Regions from separate parts of the Drosophila melanogaster genome. Here regions 1 and 2 are each linked to region 3. Evidence: chromatin contacts called from public targeted proximity ligation data. All regions are on one chromosome and are shown on one strand. The core of a region is the stretch at or near the end of the contact, and the rest is flanking DNA. Distances in the headings are between cores, read along the strand shown. Region 1 holds the start of sfl (sulfateless). Region 2 holds the start of CG8519. Region 3 holds the start of LanA (Laminin A).

The links.
Region 1: a targeted proximity ligation map of the Kc167 cell line shows a contact between it and region 3, with 8 times the contacts expected there. A contact is called at or near these places in 12 of 107 Hi-C or Micro-C datasets (the Kc167 cell line, the OSC cell line, the S2 cell line and 3 more) and 6 of 7 datasets of targeted methods (the Kc167 cell line and the S2 cell line).
Region 2: a targeted proximity ligation map of the Kc167 cell line shows a contact between it and region 3, with 4 times the contacts expected there. A contact is called at or near these places in 1 of 107 Hi-C or Micro-C datasets (the Kc167 cell line) and 1 of 7 datasets of targeted methods (the Kc167 cell line).

What each region holds. Positions count from the first base shown.
Region 1 is chr3L:6,494,310-6,498,679 of dm6, reverse strand. sfl (sulfateless) reads right to left here and starts at 3,000. Exons shown (of 7, transcript NM_079222.5): 1 at 2,199-3,000. Vps8 (Vacuolar protein sorting 8) reads left to right here and starts at 3,383. Exons shown (of 4, transcript NM_139791.3): 1 at 3,383-3,591; 2 at 3,659-4,370. The coding sequence starts at 3,490.
Region 2 is chr3L:6,702,748-6,707,149 of dm6, reverse strand. CG8519 reads right to left here and starts at 2,290. Exons shown (of 3, transcript NM_139797.4): 1 at 1,580-2,290. The coding sequence starts at 1,667. SP1173 (SP1173,) reads left to right here and starts at 3,629. Exons shown (of 6, transcript NM_168178.2): 1 at 3,629-4,287.
Region 3 is chr3L:6,216,500-6,220,502 of dm6, reverse strand. It overlaps LanA (Laminin A), which reads left to right and starts at 2,481. Exons shown (of 15, transcript NM_057269.3): 1 at 2,481-2,909; 2 at 3,254-3,400. The coding sequence starts at 2,688.

The sequences.
Region 1 (4,370 bases), core at 1,751-4,250, 280 kb before region 3:
ATACTTTTCAGTGCATGAAATAACGCAGGCAACCTTGTTACTACTTTTTCAGCATGTCCTGACCATCCAGGACAGATAGACCCAGCAGAAGCACACAAACTCACACACATTTGGCTTGTGATTTATTAACAAGCTATCGTTTATCATGTGGGCAACAAAGGGTTAATGCCTGAAGGGCCTGCTGAGTTATGCACCACCACCACCAGCAGCAGCTGCAATTGCCAATTTGCTAGCTGTGGCTATATGCTATATGCTCCATATACGATATATGGGAAAAATGGATGGGAAAAGGTAGCGGGGGCGCGGGACCGATAGCCGAAAATATCTGAGAGGCATCAAGATAAACAACAATCGCCTCAAGATAAACAAAAAAGCGGAAAGTCACGAAAAGTATGCGCCAGACAAACGAAAAAAAAAAGGCAGCGGGGAAAAAAAAAGAAAAACCATGAAAGCCGCAATAATTCCGCACCGATAATTTATGTGCGCCGCCAAGTTTATAAAAATTAAGATATTTCCCATTTCCCATTAAACATTTCATAGCTGGAGAAACTGAACCCAAGCTATATGCCCATAACTTATCTTGAAAATATTTGTTTTGAGCGCCGTGCTCTCGAATATTTTTTTTATTCGCTGCTTCCTCCGATTTCTTTTTGGGAAAAATCCGAACGTGTTGAAGCGTTAAATTTCCATGTGGGCGGCCGGCCGGCCGTCCAGAGAATGGCCAAGACAAAAAAAAAAAAAAAAAACGAAGAAAGAAATAGGTGGACCGAGAAGCAAACAAGTTGCAAAGCTGGAAAAGGAGTCGACGTGGGTGCCGGGGCCAAGATAAAATGTTGACCAATAAATTTTGTGACCATGAACGACAAACACACAGAGCGAGCGGAAAATAAAAGGCCAGAACCTGAAACCTAAGGGGGAAAAAGGAACAAAAAGCGCATGGTCAACAATAATAAACACAAACGATTAGGGGCAAGAGAAGGCCCCACAAATATGGTATGCTCTCTCGAGAAATCTTATTTGGTTCAAGAACCCATTCGAAATTCCCATTAAATTTCAATTGATTCAAATACATGCCTGGTTTTTAATCCCGAAATCAAGTAAATAAATGGCTGTTCGTTCGTTAGTTTCGTAGTCTAATAATTTATGTATAATGATAAGGCATTATGACAAATGAGCTTATCGCCTTATTCCGGTCTATTTAATCTGAATGTATTCGATGGCACCTACAACAACTTTTAAATAACAACCTTAACGTTATACAGAAATTTATTTGTCTGCGTTTAAGTTCAATAAACGCACCAAAATGGCTAGAAAAGTATAGTGAATAATCTTATCTTATAAAACTCATCAAGGAACACTTAAAGTCAAATTAAAATTCTTAAGGGTAAACGATGTTTCATATAGTACAAAATAAAACAAATCTGCATTGCAAGTGTTATTGGATCCGAGATAAAGTATCTTAAATGACAATCATAAACAGAAATCTGCTGTGAGCCATAAATATGAATGCTTTTAAAAATATTACTAGGTTAAATGAATGAATAAATGAATATATTAAGCCGTTTTTCAATTCTCTTTCAGTATATCAGTTTACGGAAAATAAAAAACTGCTTTATTTTAAGAACAAATATAATGATTTTCGGGTTGAGATCCCTTTTACTGAAAGACCCGAGAAATATATTAACCTTTCCAAGGAACCCATTATAAATATTCGGTACCCTTTGAGCCAGAAATCCAGGTAACTCCTTCGTTATGGTTAGTGTATGACAAATGTGGAAAAACTAGCGCGACGGGCGATTGGCGACTAGCGCGACTGGCGGCGACCAGACCAACAAACAATGTCCAGCGATTTCCGATCGACAAGTTGGGGCCAAGAGCGTGATGAACGCGTCAAGAGGGGGTGCGAGGGAAGTCGGAATGGGAAGAGGAGGGAGCGAGAAAGAGGAGACGCAGCGTGTGCAAGAATGCTTTGCTCCGCGAGTGTCATTAACTCGTTTGCCTTATCTCGAAAAACGTAAACGAAGCTGCATGAGAGCTTTATTTACGTATGTAGGAATGTGTGCGTTTGGGAAAATTACCTGCGAAAGGTGCCGCCCTGCCGCCTAATTGATAAGTTTTGGTTTCATATTCGTCTATGTAAGTAATTAACTATGGTAATTTGGGAAATTGGGTATATTTGGAGCGCGGCGTCTTCTTACCTGTCGCACATCAATGACGCACGCTGCCGACGCCGACTTCAGCAGCGACGCTGGCAGAGGAGTTTACGTTAGCTCTCTTGCTATGTATCTCTCCCACTCGAACACAAACGTGTTGCGCTCACCAACACCAAGGCGAAATTGCACAGCTGAGCTGGTGAAAATACAGCGAATGCGGTGCACAAAACAGAGGACCGAAAACAATAACGTTATGTCAATTTGTTGCTGCCTGAGTTGTTCTCTGCCTGCTGCTCCCGTTTGTTGTTACTTTTTTTTGGCACGTGAATCGACAATCGCATTTTTCAAATTCTTGCACTCATTCGCTTTTGTGCATTTGTTTACGTCACTGGCTCATACACACACGCACGCACACCCGCACACATACGCGCGACTGAATGAAAGGCGCGTAAAGAAGAGAGTGGAAATGCCAGAAAGAGAGCGATTAATTTGGCAAAGCGCCGCACGCTCAAATAAACAAATATTTTATTTATATTTCGTGTCCCAATCACTGCGCCATTGTTTAGTACTATTCGTTAGTGTCTGCTAATGCCCATTTTGCACAAGTGTCTTATGCATGGCAACAAACAATACAATAATCGAAATTTCCACTCGCGTTTTGCTCTTGGCCCGCAATCACGGGCTGCTGCAACTGGCAGATAAGCGAATCCGATTAATAATCTAGTGCGCCGCGCATTGTTTTTGGTTACGCGATTATTCAAATGGCTCGGAACACACTTTATTGCATTTTAATTAATATCTGCTGGCCTCGCGAGCAGCAAAATCGTCCGCTGCACTGAACCGAACGCGATGAAAACAAAGATGAACTAGCGATGGAACAGATGGCGATGTGAGGTCCAACCTGCGATATTTCGATGTTTGCTAAGTCGAGTAGTCGATTGGTCCTCTCACTCGATAAGTTTTTAAATTTTCGATATTAAATTTTTAACTTTGTTGAACTTAACATTAAATTTTATACTCCCATTAAGTTGTAGACTGTTTCCAGTTATAAGCTTATTTCTAAATGAATAATTTAAAATTCCTGCTTCTTAAAGGAACAAAAACAAATATACGCCTTCCTCAGAATTTAAAATTTATCTTTACCTCTGTTATTTGTCCAATTAAATTAAGTTTTTATATAAAATCATCGATAACAGAAACCGATAAGCAACCGAAAGACATCTGTTATGCAAACGAGTGGGCAGTCCTTTGATGGGCGTAGAAACTCATTGATAAAAACAAAATCACTTAAAATTATTAGTTTGGGGGAGGGATCAGGATTGAAAGAACCGGGAGCATGTCGGAGCTTAAGGCCCCGTCGCTGCAATCTCTGCTGGAATCGGAGCGAGGATCCACAGACAGCCTACTGGCCGAATCCCTGCAGCTGGACTTCGAAGATGTGAGTTGGGATTACCCGAAAATGGAATGGCCTAGATAACACTTTATCTTGATTCATCCAATTATAGCTTGATGATGCCGAGTTTGCAATACCGCCCACCGATGTGCTGCCTACTTTGGAGGCGGTGCTCAGTGAATTTGAGGCGGATTCGGATGTGGCCTCCGAGTTTGGAATGCCGGTGCCCCATGCCACGCCCACGCCCTCGATTGGTGAGGATTCCACGATCAGAACAGACGGCAGAGGTGGTGGAGGATCCATAATGAGGTACACCCTCCTACACGGCATCTCGGCACAACTTTCCTCAGCGGCGGAACGTGTCAATGCCGGAGCAGCCAGTTCCTGTGCCGTGGCCGCATTCATAGCCATCGGAACATCGCATGGACACATTTTGAACTTCGATGTAACCCAAACCCTTAGGTGGGCCCATCAGGACAAGCATGGTCAGGGTGCGGTGGCCAGTTTGGCTTTCAATGCGGATTCAACGCGACTTTTGGCTGGTTTTTCTAGGGGATTGGTTGCCATGCTGGACACTCATACGGGTGATGTTCTCCGTGAGCTGTTCGACGTCATAACCCCAAACACCGGCGTACTGCATGTCAAGTGGACCTCGAGATCATCACTGGCCTTGTGTGCCGATGCCGGCGGATCGGTGTGGTCTCTTAGTTTCACCCGGAAGCTGGGCATCCGTGGCTGCCAATCGAGATGCCTCTTCTCCGGCGCTCGCGGAGAGGTCTGCGCCGTGGAACCTCTAATAATGGACTCCCAAGGACGCCATGAAT
Region 2 (4,402 bases), core at 1,041-3,540, 490 kb before region 3:
ACATATATGCATTTGCCATTATAAGTTGCTTTTGGGATAGGAATTCTATTTGCTTTAGGGTGTTTTGTTTTTGTGCGCCAAAAGAGTGTATGAATTTTTAGCATTTAGCTAGATTTAAGTTTTAGGGTTTATCTTAAAATATTTTTCGAACAACCCTACTAGCATTGTAATTATTATTAATTTTGCTATGTGACTACTTCAATGAAATATTTTACATTCCACTGACTCTGTTACTTCATTCTCGCCATAAAAAGAGAAGGCGTTGCTTATTCTCTGTCACAAAAGCCACACCCAGTCGTATACTCCCGGCCATTCCATTTATTTTCCTTTTTTATTTTCATTCACATTATATTTATTAGTGGCACATATTTTCTAGTCATATTTCATCTGGCTCCACTGTCTACGATCTTCGGCCGGTCCCGGCAGTTTTTCTCTTCTATTTACACCCAAAATTAGTTGTGACCGGGACATATTGTGCGCAGGTGTAAGCCAAAGTTGACATCTCATGACTGGGACCTCAGACAATTTCAGGATGCCTACATTGCTTTTAAATTCACACTAAACTTAATTCGTTCAATGGTAAAATTTGGGGTTACTTTTCAAAAAGGAAAAGGTCAAGTAAAGCTGTAGCTTTATTTCTTAAAACTTTTGGGGTAGAAGGAAAGTATTTTCAGCTTACACTGATCAAGAAATAATATAAAACTGGGGTAATATGTGAAACTGGGAACATATATAACGCAGGGGTGAACTAAAGTTGACAGTGGCGGGAATAAATTTCCCGGCCAAAGCCATCATCATCATTAGTATCAGCCCATGGATGGGGGTTCCCAACAAAGTGTTACAAATTAAATATATTTCGGGGATGCCCGGCATACGTGATGGCTGACAGGGAACATCAATTTATGCTAAGTCGTTCGCATCGAAGAAATATGCAACGTCTCAGCTGACAATGATCTGTGATCTCGTGAGCAGCTAACTATATATAGGAGCTGAACCCTTGCACTCAAAGAAATATATTAAAAAAGTTATATAAAAGTTTTTGAACTACCAACAAATATTTTAAACGATGTGATATGGATAGTTAGTTTATTGCTTTAAGTTGTGTGTTTGTCTATTTAAGATTGATTAAATGTACTTCCACTAATATTTTTTTCAGTGCAGTATGCGATGTGCTCATGGTTCGTCGTAAATTAGAGCATGGCCTGGTCTTTTGGTCAGAGCCGCTTGTCAAATCAAACGGTGGAAAGCGATTAAGGCGGCAGGCAATGCCAAAGTGCCAGCAGCCGCCACACTCACACATAGACACGAAGAGGCACAGATACTCCCCGTTGCAAGAGTGTGTTGGTATGTGTATTGGGGGGATATCTGCAATCGTATATGTATGCTGCCACTTTATAAACAAAACAAACAAAAGTCTAAATATACACGAATCGGCGATTGCTCAACTAATTTGCTGTTGTTGCTCGGCATCCATGCTACAATGCTACCCAAGTATCTATTGGATACGTCTGCTATTGCTCGGATTGTTTTCGAGTTGTTATTGCGGAGGCACTTGGCATCGTGGTATTTCGAATCTTACCGCTTTTGCCAACACTGGGCGCTCCGATCACGGCGATTTTCAACTCCGTCAATGTGGACTTCTTGCACCGAATTCCACGCGTGGTCATCTTATCGCAATCCCTGAGTTCTCCAAGCTCCTTGATTTAGTTAGATCGATTTTTTTTTGTAACTTAAATTTTTGTTTTCACGGCAGGTGTATATCCGTTGGCGTGGGTTTTCTCCGTTTCAATTATCCGATTGTTATTGTTGTTTCATTTCAATGTCAAAACAAGCGCAAAAAATGCGTTTAAAATTACAGCCACACACCGAATTTCGCATCCGTGAGATACGTTCATTTGTTTTATTTTTTGTTTTGGGTGAAATTTGGAAAATTAATGAGTTTTCTGCTGCCGCTTGCTGCAGGTTATATTCGAAAGATTTTTTCGGATTTTTGTCTTATGCTATTGGTCATTATTATTGTGGATACTGATACAAAAATCGCGCACTGCACTTTCGACGCGCACCGAAAACTCATTTATTTATTTATTTAAACCATCAATTTTGCGTATATCTCAGTCCGCCACGATTCGATCTGATTTGGAGTATGTCTTTTTCACCTTTTCTTTTTCTCTCTGACTGATCTCTGCTTATTTTCTTTTTTTTTGTTTTTTTTTTTGGTTGGGATTGTATCTCTTGGATTTCAGCCCGCCCGCATCCGTGCGATTTGCGCGGCCAACTGATTTCTACTGAAAAGAAAGAGCGGCGGAATCTGTGCTACGCCGGAGTGTAAGTGTAGATCGGGGATCTTCCGATCGACCCGATGTCTATAGCTTTTCGCGAGTGTGCGAGCGAGCAACAACCAAAAATAGACAGTACGAGGAGCGGAGCGGAGCAATTCCAATCCCCCATCCCGATCCCCAATTCCCAGACACGCGCCCTGCAAAGGGTTAAAGTTAAAAGTTGCTCACTCGGCCAATAGGCTAATCGGTGGCATCGAAAATAGCCCCATCGATGTGCCACATCCGATCGCTATATCTGCGGCCATTTAGGATCGTTTCGAGGGAGCCAACCGCCATCATCATCATCGTTCTTGTGGGCCAAGACAAATGCAACTGCGAGTGGCTGACGGCAAATGTCGCCTTAAATTAAATTTAATTGACACTCTGGGGCTGAGCGAAGCAGCTGTGGGTTGACAACTGTTTCTGGATGTGTGGTTATCCTACTTCTATTATCGAAAAGCCCCTTAGATTGCAGCTGTTATGACGGGCAGTTAAAGTTTGTTTGGTTATTCAAAGTAATTGCACCTGGCGTAGGAATTAATTATTAAGCGTTTGGGGGAGGTTAGTTCAGACAAGTAAGGATTATGAATATACAGGTACATATTATATTTTTCAACTTCTACCAATGTATATTTCAATATTGAAGTAGAACATAAAATATTATTAATTTTAAATAAATACTGATTAAATAAGAAAGTACGCAGTTCTGAGCAAAACCCTAGTTCTCAACAAAGGTTCCTTTTGGGGAAAATATAAGTATCAAATAACTAGTCAGACAGTAAAAGTCAATTAAAATCTACCAAATGCAAACATAAACATAATATTATTATTTACTTAGCGTTTCCGCCTCATGTTGACAACGAATTAAGGACCTTTTAGTTATGCATATTAGGTCAATATTTTCTAGTTCATTAAGGAAATGGTCTGTAGCCATGTCCCATATGCATATCAGCCAGACTAAAACACCCTCAGCAACAATGCACGTGTGTCTATCCGCATTGTGCCGCCGAGGATTTCCCATTGCGGGGGTGTTTCCGTGCGAATGTGAGCAGCCCTAAGGGTTGAAAATTCCAGACGCCCGAAAAAAGCGGAAGGCATTTCGTTAGACGGGAAAATCTTGGCAAGAGCCAAATAGAAATCGTAACACAAATATAGGGGTAATCATTGGCGCCGACCGCTAAAAAGTATGCAACACTATTTTTTCAGCGACTCTTAAGCCACAGTCGCGTCCCAGCACATTGGGAAATTGGGAAGGGTAGCCGAAACAGCTGGCTGTGAATGCTTTCCGGTTTTTTGCCGCTGTTGCCCGTTTAGTTTTCTTTCGAACGGCGAGGCGTTTGGACGCGCACGCGGATTACCAGTTGGGAAAATATATCGAAACCGTGCCTCGAAACTCACCCACGCCGGGAGCTTCTTTGACTTCTGGCAGCTGCCGCCAAAATAAAAAAAATACATATCGAATAAAAACAAAGTAGTTTTTATTCGAGGCATCCGCGCGACGCGCACTTTTCGGTGTGTTTTCATTTATTAGCTACTTATACATAACATAATAGTGTGTTTCCTTCTGCTTCTTTGGCTTATTCGAAAAACTTATTTTCGTAGTCTCGACTCGTTTTTAGAAATCGCTGCGCGTTTAGCTTGGCAGTGTCGCCTGTTATTCTTGTGCCAGCCAGTGTTGAATTTGAAATATTTTCATTTAATTTGAAAATAAGAAGAAAGAAAGCGAAATAAAAATACAATCAAATACGATTTCGTATATTCCCTGACGACAAGTGCTCGTGGTGTTACTCTACTTGTGCGATTGACAGTGTGTGCTTTTGGTTAATGGAGAATACATAAATAGCAAATAATGTACCCATAACAAACAAGAAGCTACGAATTGGCCATTGACTGAATAATTAGCCTAAGCAATTGCCAGAAGAACGGAAACATTAATGAGCGATTTTCGGCTAACGTTTATGGCAGACAGGCAAATACGAATTATTATATATTCATATACTAACAAATAAAAGTGAATTTGCATGTAAATTATTTACTTAAATTGGAAAAGGGGATTTTGGACGGAAAACGTTACAGGAAGTTTT
Region 3 (4,003 bases), core at 1,232-3,731:
TGGGCAGAGGCGGCACAGTGGAGCAAATTGGTTGGCGAAAAGGTCGTGCCACTTAGAGGCGTTGAGGTTTTAATGGGCTAATTAGCACATAAAGTCAAATTGAAATATGAATGGCCGTGTAATCGCAAAATGTGCAAATGTGGACTTGCCTCACTGTGCAAGTCAGTAATTTCACTTCGTATTTGGCCAAAATGCAGATATCTTTTATCACATATCACATCACCACTGTGCAGAAAAAGTTTTTTGCTGGTGTTGCAATAGCTATTTATTCTTTTTTAAGTGCTTATTTACACACATTATATTTTTAGCAAGTGAGTGTCAATTAAGCATGCAACGTTTTTGTTAATTATCTTTCTCCATTATTTTTTGTACCGTGCAAGCATTTTTTGTCACTCTGGAGTCGGTGAATTTTAATGAGTTTATTGTAAAATTATTTGCAACTCTTACCTGATTTTCAGATTAATAATATAATTATTTACATGTGAAAAAATTACATTTATTTTTATTTCAAAAAAATAATCGCTTTGAATACTTTGTATATAAATGGAAAACTTTTCGGAATCTGATACTTTATGGCCCACTGTGCAGCTGCTGTGTGGGCTAAGCCAAATCGAGAACTTCTTGTTAATGTTGCAATCGTCGAATTTTTTCCTGAGTTTTTTTTACAAGCACATATTTCCATTAATTTTTTCGGCAATGTTCATTTGCGTGTATTGCATAAGGCAAAGGCGCAGAACCGCGCGATGCGAATTACGTCATCAGAACTCGTTTACATACAGCCATGAGAAGCTGAGAAGCTTAAGCTGCTGCGCAGGCGCAGCAATTGAGGCCAAAAATAAAAAGAACTGGCCGTTCTGACACTCGACACAGTCTTTATCAATGCATTTACTTATGTCATTGCAAACGGCGGAAAACGAGTTTGGCTACAACCAATACAGTTACCAAAAAAAAATACAAAACGCGAAATCCGAATTGCCCCAACACTTTGGTCATGAATTTTGCACAATATTTAGCTGTGATTGTGATTTTCAATAGTTGCTGCTGCTAGCTAGTCTCTGTATTTGGCTCTTTTAATCGGTATAGCAATAAACTTCAAGATTTTGTCGATCGTGGGCTAAAATTGAGGTGCGCAATTTTCGATTCTTTGGTCAGGCCTGAGTGAGTTTTGTAGCAGTTATTTTGCTTTAACAACAATTACTTCAGTAAGCTATTACACTTCTGGGTAAACGAAAGGTGGCAATAGCTTAATGGAAAATCATTTAAATAAGTTTGATTTTAAATGCTACACGAATGGCTAAGCACATATAAATTAAATTACGTTAAAGGCTGCAATAAAAACTTAATAAAAATGTTCGGTGTCTAATAGCAGTACTTTTAAGCTATCGCTTGTGTTGTAATATCAATGCTTAATTCTTTCACAAGCTCTATCCATATTATCAATTTAAGAACCCTTAAAAGTAAGAAATTATCCCAGCTTAACGCTATGAATTTATCAAGCTGTGGCTGGAGTATTGTTGAGATTATTTCAAGCGTTCAAGCTTAAAGTAGTACATTTCAATAGAAGATAGAGTATACATTTTCTTAGTGCTAAAGTCAATCTTCATAAGCGGAAGGCGTTTCACCCATTCCACAACGTTCCCCGATGACAACGAACCGGTTTTCCGTTTTGTTTTGTTCCGATTCCGCCCGGCCGGCGAATGAGAAAAAAAACAAATAGCTGGAAAAGATTTTGTAAACATACGTTCAGAGCAAAACAAAATCGGATAAGCGGACATTCTCTCAGTTAAATTAAAGTGCCAAAGAGAAGAGCACCCGATCGACTGCCGATCGAGCGACTACGAACACCAAAACTTTTGGGGCCTCGGGAAAACTTCTCGCTGCAGTTTAATCAGTTGCTCACCAACTGCGAGACCAGTTAGATGTGCTGCGATGTAATGAGGAAAGAATATTTATCAAGGAACACACATGAAATTTGAATTTTTCGTCAAATTTTTTGGGCATTCTCAAAAGACAATTATCATTATAACTTATAAACACATTTCATGTGAGATGATAGTAAAAGCACCAAACTGCATTGAAATGATGTTACAATCTTGGTCTTAAGTAACTTTGGTTACAGGTGATAGAACTAAGTTAACAATCCTAGCAACTAACGTTCGTATTATCCTAGGTTATGATGAACCCAAGAAGAATGCTGATATAATGAACAAATTAAATACAATTACATATATTTTAAATGATTATATAACCTCATAAGTCAAATGGCGATAATCCGTATCTTTTATTCCGGCTTCAGAATTTTCTGAAATAAGACGGATAAGAGGATGTGAATACATTATAGGGTCGGAAAGACTATCGTTCTCTCAGCTGTATAGAATGCCGAAGACGAGAAAAGCCGAAGGCATACGAAAAGAGCCGATCGGACGACTATCAAAATCAAATTTTTCGGGGTCTCGAGGAAAACTTCTCGCTGCGGTGCCATCAGTTGCTCGAGAAGAGCCATCCAGTGCGGTTGGATGAGCTCCACCAAAGGAATACGAAAAGAACAGTGAAAAAAGTGAAATACAGCAGATAAGAAAGTGAAATACATACATAAGTGAACCGGGAAAGAAAGAGATAGAACCGGAAGTGGTCCGTGGAGAAAGGACTGTCGTTATCGCAGCGCGGGTGCTTGAACTCTCGGCACAATGGGGCACGGAGTGGCCTCCATTGGGGCTCTGCTAGTAATCCTGGCCATCTCCTATTGCCAGGCGGAGCTAACGCCACCATATTTCAATCTGGCCACGGGCAGGAAGATTTATGCCACAGCTACGTGTGGCCAGGATACGGATGGACCAGAGCTCTACTGCAAACTAGTGGGAGCCAATACGGAACACGATCATATCGACTATTCAGTTATCCAGGGACAGGTAACTATAATCGACATCCAGCAACGCCCAAAAATCTTTTCAGTATACACACATGATGAGATAATCTTTAACTTTACACTGAAAAAAAGTTAATGTTTAATTTCAAAATAAAGCTGAATCAGGAGAGATAACAAATTACAATCGATTATATTGGTTATCCAACTTAATTAAGAATTTCTTCAAACTATTATTTAGTTAAAAATCAAAACTTTATATTTCAAGTGTGCACTGCATTTAGACGTCCCCCACATGTGTTGAACATTCGAATTGGGCTCTAAAAATACTCTGGACTGAATTTGGATTCCATTTTCTTTTTCTAACATGTGTTTTCTGCGTTTTTGTAGGTCTGCGATTACTGCGATCCCACGGTGCCGGAGAGGAATCATCCGCCAGAGAACGCGATCGATGGCACCGAGGCCTGGTGGCAGAGTCCTCCGTTGTCCAGGGGCATGAAATTCAATGAAGTCAATTTGACCATCAACTTCGAACAGGTAAGCAGCAGAGAACATAAAAGATACCAAAGGTATCCGCCTAAGAAACGCATAGAGACGGGGAGACGGTGGATGGATGCAACTCGTTTTCGGGTTCGACCGATGGGATCGGATCGTAAAATTTGAAAACAATTTTAATGGGTTTTCATTTCGTCGACGTCGACACAGCAAAAACTGAACGAAAAAAATGTTGCTGAGCTCGAGTATTTGTTGTTGGCAAAGGGGAAGGCTTTGGAGTTGTGGGTTATCAGTATGTCAGCAGTCCCTACATACAATATACACAGAGATATGTACGAACATACATACACACACTTTTGAATGGGAGTTCTCGGTTTACAGGCTGCTTAGAAACCGACTCGGAGCATTGACTTTTTCGAGCGGTTCATTCGGAATGGTTTTTTTTAGCGATAAAGGCATTATGTTTCTTAAGGCACACCAGCATGCGACAAATATGAATTGAGAGCAGCCTGATAATGGGCCCGAGTCGCAAGAAACTACAGTCTTATCATCAGATTGTTTCTCAGTTTGTTCTATAAAAAGTTGTGCCTCGGACTCGCCTACGTTCTTATCTCACTTGCAACGGAAGCGAGTAATCCACGAGGT